2 separate regions of the Oryctolagus cuniculus genome follow, and region 1 is linked to region 2. Evidence: chromatin contacts called from public Micro-C data. All regions are on one chromosome and are shown on one strand. Each heading gives the region's core, a stretch centred on a gene start, on an enhancer-like site or on the middle of the called end of the contact. The rest is flanking DNA. Distances are from core to core; before and after follow the strand shown.

Evidence for each region. Hi-C and Micro-C count contacts between places; a contact is called where the count stands out from the background.
Region 1: a contact with region 2 is called in a Micro-C map of ear pinna, with 2.2 times the contacts expected there. The contact joins the promoter of ELMO1 here to the enhancer-like site in region 2. A contact is called at or near these places in 2 of 6 Hi-C or Micro-C datasets (ear pinna and an unstated tissue).

The regions. Positions count from the first base shown.
Region 1 is chr16:27,807,767-27,811,981 of mOryCun1.1, reverse strand. It overlaps ELMO1 (engulfment and cell motility 1), which reads left to right and starts at 2,491. Exons shown (of 22, transcript XM_070059727.1): 1 at 2,491-2,858.
Region 2 is chr16:27,705,640-27,709,539 of mOryCun1.1, reverse strand. It overlaps ELMO1 (engulfment and cell motility 1), which reads left to right. Exons shown (of 22, transcript XM_070059727.1): 2 at 1,362-1,512. The coding sequence starts at 1,435. Among named protein-coding and RNA genes, the nearest start is that of ELMO1, 100 kb to the left of the region's middle. Within about 2 kb of position 1,744, at least 2 of the 8 cell types and tissues checked have an H3K27ac peak or open chromatin away from gene starts, as enhancers often do.

The DNA of each region.
Region 1 (4,215 bases), core at 1,242-3,741, 100 kb before region 2:
AGTTGAGGGGCTGGCGCCATGGTGCAGTAGGTTAATCCTTTTACCTGCAGTGCCAGCATCCCATATGGGCGCTGCTCCTCTTCCAATCCAGCTCTCTGCTGTGGCCTGGGAAAGCAGGGGAAGATGGCCCAAGGACTTGGGCCCCTGCACCCACGTGGAAGACCCAGAGGAAGCTCCTGGCTCTGACTTCGGATTGGTGCAGTGCGCCGGCCGTAGTGGCCATTTGGGGAGGTGAACCAATGGAAGGAAGACCTTTCTCTCTGTTTCTCTCTCTCACTGTCTGTAACTCTACTTTTTAAATAAATAAAATCTTAAAAAAAAAAAAAAGACCCTAGTTGGGACACCTGTATCCATATTGGAGGACCTGGATTTGGGTCATGGTTCCTCTTCTGGCTCCAGTTTCCTGCTACTGAGGCCTTGGAAGGCAGCAGGGAAGCATCAATAATTGGGTTCTTGCCTCCCACGTGGGAGACACCTCAGGCTGTTTTCACTGTGTTTGTTAATGGTTAATTAGTTATCCATTATTAAAAGATTTATTTATTTGAGAGGCAGTTACAGACAGAGAAAGGGAGAAACAGAGAAAGGTCTTCCATCAAATGGTTTCCTCCTCTGATGGCCATGGTGGTCAGAGCTGGGCCGATCCAAAGTCAGAAGCCAGGAGCTTCCTCTGGGTCTCGCATGCCGGTGGCAGGAGCCCAAGCACTTGGGCCATCTTCCACTGCTTTCCCAGGCCATTAGCAGGGAGATGGATTGGAAGTGGAGCAGCCAGGACTTAAAAGCACGCCCCTATGGGATGCCTGCACTGCAGGCAGAGGCTTAACCTATACACCGCAGCACTGGCCCCAACCATTTTGTTTTTTACAGGGTAGAGACATGTGTCTTTCAAGAAGAAGATGGCTAAGGTGAGAGAGATTTGAAACCATATCACAAGTAACTGATAATGTTTAATCCTCCAAAGAGATTGTTTAGATTGAATCTGAAGGCTGTATTTCAAAGATCTGAAAAATCATTTCACAGAGGATGGACAAAACTTACTCCCTGTTGCCTGCAGAGGGCAGAATTGGGACCAAAGGTTGCAAGGGACTTCTGTGCCAAGAAGGGACACTTAGAACAGCTCACATTCACTGAGCTCTCACAATGCCTGCCCTAAAGGTAACAATTGTGTATGTCTTATCTAGGGAGTTGTAGATCAAATTCATACTTATCACTCTGAGTGTCTCATGGCATCATTAGTAAAACCTTCATTTACTGACTGCTTACTAAATTACCTCATTTAATAGTTGCCCTGTTGATGGTTTTTATTCTATCATTATGTTTTATAGACAAGGAAATAAAGAAGTTAAGTTACTTCCCTGGGATAACCCTGCTTTAAGTTACTGGCTTAAAATTAGCTAGACCCAGGCATCCTGCTACTAATACTGCCTCCTGGAGTTCTGCATAGAATAAGGGGTTAGATCAGGGCTGTTAGCTGGCAATATAATGTGATCCACTAATGAGAGCCATGTGTATATGCTTATATTTTCTAGAAGCTGCATTTTAAAAAATGGTAATTTCAAATATATATGTGTGTATTTATATATCAGCCCACTACATTAACCCGTGACCCATTACAGTTAAAGGACTGTATTGTCATTTATTGAAATGACGTAATCAATGTAAAGATAAATTAGCACGCTAGTGTACATGCCGTTTTTCATACTAAGTCCTGTGCAGATTTTACAGTTACAGTAGGCGCATGTCTGGGGCTCAGCACCTACTTGTGGCTCCGGGCTGCTAAAAGGCCATCATCCCAATGTGAAAATTGGGGGGAGGGGGAGGGGTGCAGAATGAGCCTCACTGGGAGCATGGCCCTCCACCTTACAGTCCGCTGCCTCCTGCCAACAATTTATGTTCTTTGCCGGTTAGAAGCGACTGCACGGCAGCTGCCTATGCCTTTTCCCGGGGAGCCAATGTAGACATTTCTGAATTTGGGGAGGGCAGGCATTTCTCCAGCCACCTTCCAACAACTGTTTTTCCCCTTCTGCCAGCTGGGCTGGGAGCTAACGCGCGAGATTTCTGCTTTAAAAATGACTCAGGAAGGTTGCATGAATTAAAAATTTTTTCCTAAATGCCAAATTGGGGGGCAGAACGTCTCTTGCTTTATGCAAAAATTATGCCAAGTGAGGGAGTCCCTGGATCACTGGATTAGAAGTAAACCTTGTGACTTGAATTACGGGGTCAGCAAACGCATAGGTGACTAGGGAGGCAGAGGAAACGCTCTGCTGTTATTTTTGCTACGCCGTCCAAGGGTAGAGGCACGGCGTCAAAACAAACACACCAGCCTCTTCAAGTAGCTGTAACAGCCCACCAAAGTTTCCCCTCAAAATCCCCAACCCCTTGCCAAAAATGAACGCATATAAAAAGATGCCACGCGCTCTCGGCCTCCCGGAGGTGGCGCTACGAGGGTGACGGAGTTAATTAGTGCCTGCAAAACGCCTTGTGTGAGCTCATCGGGAAAGTCATGCTCCGCACACATATTATTTATAGCAGATCTGAGGCATGCACGGTGTTTGATATTTCCCTCTCTTTAAGGAGGGGGACTTCAAAAAGTCGTGGGCACCCCCACCCCACGCCCGCCTCCGAGGCCAAGTGCGGTGGGCAGGCCCCGCGCGCGGGCGGGAGGCGAACGCGCCAACCACGCGTGTCCGGGCGCAGGTGCCGGGGGCGGCGGCAACTCCGCAGCGTCCGCTCGGCAGGAGAGTTCGCGGCTGCTCTCGGGATGCCTTGCAGATGCAAAATGTGTCTCTGGCCAGCAGGAGGAAGGAAGAGGAAGTGAGAGCAGCAGCAGCCGGCGGCGCAGCAGCCGGCCGACCCAGAGTGTAAGTGCGTGTTCTCGGCGAGCAGGAGCGGGCGAGGATGGGCACGGGGTAGAGCCCGAGCCACACACCCCGCCGCGGCCCGGAGCTGAGCGACAGACCCCCGGACCGCGCTCCGTAGTCGCGGGTCGCTAGAGCTCTGGTATCTGGAGCCCTCGCCGCCGCCGCCGCTGTCCTGCGACCCCGGGCAGGTTCGTAAAGTTTCCTGGGCTGGCGCCGCGCCCTGACTCGTTGACCTCAGCGCGGCCGGGGAGGGGGCTGGGGCTCGGGCTCCGGGGGAGGCGTCCCGCTCCGGGGGACTCCGGACGCCGCGGAGACACTTTTGTTCCCTCCCTGGGGGCGCCGCGGCTGGCGCGGGGGTGGCCGCGGCGCTTGGCCGGGTGAGGGCTGCGGGCGCGTCGGGGCGCCCTGCAGTTGGCGAAGTCTGGGCAGAGCGGGCGGCGGGGAGAGGTGGTCGGGGATGGAGCGCAGGGCCGGGGCCCGGGAACCCGCGGGGCTGTTTCCACCTGGGTCGGCTGGAGGGGGCGCCGGCGCGCCGCGCGGCTGCCACAGGGGTGTTGGGGACCGCGGAGTGTGAAGCTGGGAGCTTGGAGTCAGGATCCCCGGGGGTCAGAGACCCGGGAAGCTGTGAGAGAGACGCGGCTGGCCGCGCCGACGCCGGGGTTTTCTCGGCACTAGGCGATGGGAGGGAATCCCCCGGCGAGCGCGCTCCTGGGCGGGGGAAGTGATGGGCTACTACCGGGCTGGGGGCCCGCAGGGGCGGCAGGGGGCGGTGTGCGCAGCCGGGAGCGCCTGGGGCTCTCGTTAGCCAGTACCCGCCACCTGGAGACGAGCCGCGGTCCCCGCTGGGACCGGGAAAGGCGGCCTGGCGCGGCCGAGGGGGGTGGTCTTCGATGGCAATCCCGGCTCGGGAGAGGGGACGCACCGGGCGCGCCTTCAGGGAAGGGAGACGGCGGGCGGAGTGCCTGGGGCCTGGAGCCCAAGCGGAGCTGGGCGGCCGCGGCCGCCTGAGTCGCTGTAAGGAAGAGAAAATAGAGAACTCAGTCGGCCCGGGGGTGCGCGCGTGTGTTTGGGGTTGGGAAGTCCGGGCTGTGCCGCGGGCGCGCGCGCGTGTGTCTGTGCGCGTGTGTCTGTTGCGCGCGCGTGTATGTGTGTGTGTGTGTGTATGTGTGCACGCGCGTCCGCCTGTGTGTGTGACCGCGGGGGAGCTCCGCAGCCGCCGACTCCCCGCCGAGTGACCCTCGCCCGCTTGGGGACCTTTTGAAGTTGGCAGCTGTTTGTTGATGACCGCCAGACCCGCTTGACCTAAGGCTGCGGGGCTTGGCGCCCCGTGGTGACCCCGCGCTGAGGGCCTCTGGAC
Region 2 (3,900 bases), core at 495-2,994:
ACATTGAGTTATATGTTTTTCAATCTGTCAGGTTTGTAAAAATCCCAAATGTGGGTGAGGCTGTGTATAAACAGGCAACCTCATGAGTTGCCAGAGGGAATGGATATTCAGAAATCACTATCAAAATTTATGATTACCTGCATATACCCTATGATCCAGTGATTTTGCTTGTGAAGATGGACTTGCACATGTGAAAAATGATGCATGCATAAATTTGTGCATCTCAAGCTTGTTTATAATAGCTACGGGCAGAAAAAATCAGCCAGAAAGCCCAGAACAGAAAACTGGTTCATCACAGAGGATACATCCATCAGACGAACTGTGCAGTTGTAAGTAGAATGAAGATGCTCTCTTTGTAGCAACAGAGAAAGATTTAGGAGATATATTAATTAAAAAAGCAGTGCTACCTTTTATATAAAAAGAGAGGAAAAGAAATACTGTATTTTGTATTTGTCTTCCATATGTAAATCAGTGTCGGAGGGCTACCTAAGAAGTGAATAATTTTGTATAGCTGGAGGGTTAGGAAGTGGAAGGGTATTGGGCGACATGGGCAGAGAGAGACTTGCCACTCTGTCTTCATACACCCCAAGACGCACACACACAGGTTTGAATCATGGGACTGCTTTGCCTGTTCAAAAATACAAATTGAAAGAAGAATTGGGGTAACCTGGGAAGATGCAGTAGAGAATAATTGTTACTTCCTTTGTGTAAGCTGCAGGGTTCATTCAAATGAGAACTCAAGGCCTCTTCCGATTGCCATCCTTTCTGCATGTGTGCCCTTTCTTGTCTTCCTGGAAGGCGCATTGTGTGGATTGACCTTGGGGAGGGAGTGCACGTGTGTGAACTCTTGGGGTATTTCTTGTTCCTCATGATATCCTGGTTGCTATAGTGCAGAAACCTATTTGTGACACACAGAAAATGCTTTAAATAAAAGCTGCTTCCTGACCATGACTTCCTGGGCAATCTGTGTTTCCGGAGACTGTTCAGCACCAGGCATTTACATGCGTCTCTGGACAGAGTAAGCCCTGCTGGTTCAGACCCTGGGCACCATTCTGAGCACAACCTGGTGCTATGGGGCAGCTTTCTTGGTACCGAGGGCTTGTGCGGGCTGTTGCTCCAGGGCAGCATTTTCTGGTGGCTTGGACTCTAGGGCGTTGGCACCGCCCCACCCCCCCATCTTTCTTCTTTCCCCAGGAGCCTGTGGTGCCATTGGCTGCACCCCTGTGTCTTCAGTACCCGAGCGCCAAAGGGAGCTGTTTCTCATACCTAAACTGCCAGTGAAAACAGGAAGTGATGAAGCAAAATTCGCCCTGCGTTTATACTGAGCGACTTCTCTTTCTCTTTTTCTCATTCCCCATTAGGTTTAGACACGTGCAGCTGTCTACGCAGTAGGATTCCCAGTTCCACTGGCTTTGGACAACTCCGGGGCTTACAATGCCGCCACCTGCGGACATCGTCAAGGTGGCCATAGAATGGCCCGGCGCCTACCCCAAGCTCATGGAAATTGACCAGGTTAGTAACTCGGCCACTATTTGGGCAGTTATTTTCAGTTTCCCTCTGATATTAGAATTTTCATAGTCTTTGGATAGGTCTTTTCTTTCCCTTTCTCTCTCTGGCTGTGATGAAAAATCTGTGCAATAATAGTTGCAGTGTGGTTTGATTTCTGTACCACATACAGTGGCGATGGATGGGAGACTTGTACTCTTCCAACATCTACTTGGATTGTGTCAATACAGGGTTTGTGTCTGAAGCTGTGGGGGAGGCAGGAGGGGCAGTTGGACTGAGCTCTGGGCAGTTGACACAGTGGACGCTGTCCCGGCCCTGCCTCTCAGTGACTCATGAATATGTGCAGATGCTTCTCACATAGGCAACACAAAACTTTAGTTTTCAGAATCATTTTCTGCCTGGCTTTTTGCAGAAACAACCAAACACATTGGTGCTTTGTTACATTAGCAGCTTGATCATGAAATTCACATAGAAAGGCTCAATCTTGGACCTCAGCCAATTATATTTTATTATGAGGGTAAAATTCACTATGTGTCTAGCATATTTTGTGGCATGTAGTGAATGCTCAGTAAATATTTAGTGAAGAAAAAATCAGGAAGATTTATAAGAATGATCTTGATCTACAAGGGCATGCTTTAGCTCGGGTCTTGATAGTCGTGTGGCATGGTTCTCATTTACTGTTTGATTATAGGTTATCTCAGGGTGGTTATTTTGTCCTCACTTTACCATAGTCATTCTGGAGGAAATGATTGAAGGAAGACAGGATCGAGACTAAATATATACTTACAAGTCTCAAAAAGCATATAATATAGGATTCTAGATAGTTTTCTACATTTTCAAAGTTAGAATACCATGGCAACTTCAATCTTTGTTTATGTTCCAGACACTATTTTATGATTATAATTTAGCAATTTTTTCCTGGTCTTATTATCTGCTTGAAGACCATTGCAAGTGTTTTGTTGCATTGTGTGAGTCTTTAAAAAACATTGGAATGAAATATAGAGGTCCAATCAGAATCAGTTGAGCTTGAATTTGAATGTAAGGAAGAACACATTTTGGGAATTGTTGTCAGATCAGCACATCACTGTCATGTCAGTTGATCTCCAAGGTGTTTTTTTCGGCGTGTGTGTGATCTTTAGAAGCAACCCATGCAAGTGCAGACACATAGACATGCTCACTAGTTTCCCATGCGTGTGTCAGGCAGGAACAGGCCTGTTCTTTTTCATGTGTGGTTTGAAAAAGCCAATTAATTGAATTTTACCTTAAAAAATGTTTGGAGATACTTGATGCAGACTAAATGTAGTTAAGATTAGGCTTGGCTGCAGCCTAAGAGGAGAATGGCTTCCAAGAGGTGAATGAGGGTTCCTTACAGATGGACAGGAGTTCTGAACTCTGCATGAGGCTCCATGGGGGCATGGACCCAAGTCCCTCTCATTATGTGGCTGAGGACGAGGTATGTGGGCATAACCTGGGAGTGCCTTAGAAATGCAGTCTCAGGTGTTTCTCCAGACACCCTGACCCAGAATCTGCTAGAATTGTATTTGAACGTGCAACGAAGAATTGAAGCAATGATGATAACTTGAGTTTTCTCCTAATCATCTACTTTGTTCAATAAGGAACACATAAACCAGCTCCCATCCCCCCATTGCCTATTAGTTTCATTTGAAAAGCTCTTTGCTTCATTTTAATCTGGATAGCTACTATTTCCCTAAAAGGTATTTTCAGAAGTTGGGTTAGGCATTGCTGCTGTGTGTTCTCTTGAAATCCTGAGTATCCCTCCGTTGACCTCCTTGCATTGTCACTGTCTGCTAATTTGAGCCAGTGGTGCTCGGTCTTGAGAGTGTACAAGAGTCACCCAGAGAGCTCGTGCAGAGTGCACATTCATGGTCCCGGACTCAAAGAATCTGTCTTTCTTGTGTTTACTTATTTACCTTCTTAAATTGAGAGAGAGAGAGAGAGAGAGAGAGAGAGAATAAGAAAGGTCTTCTATATGCTGGTTGACTCCCACAAATGCCCACAATAGCCAGGGCTGGGCCAGGTCAAAGCTAGGAGCCAGAAACCTAGACTGGGTCTCCACCTTGGGTGGCAGGGACCCAGCTACCCGAAGCATCATCTGCTGCCTTCTAGGGTGCATGTTAGCAGGAAGCTGGATCGGAAGCAGAGGCAGGAGTTGAACCAGTCACTCCGATACAAGGATGTGGGCATCCTAAGCTAAGACTTAACCACTGCACCGAATGTCTATCCCTCTCCTTTGTCTTTGAGTGCTTCTTGCCCAGTGACTAGTGAACAGTGTTTACTACATAAATGGATACTTTTTTTTTTAATTAAAAAAAATTAGAAGGGGACGTTCCTAAGTGGTGATTTTTTTTTTAAACTACAACTGATATGCTGGAG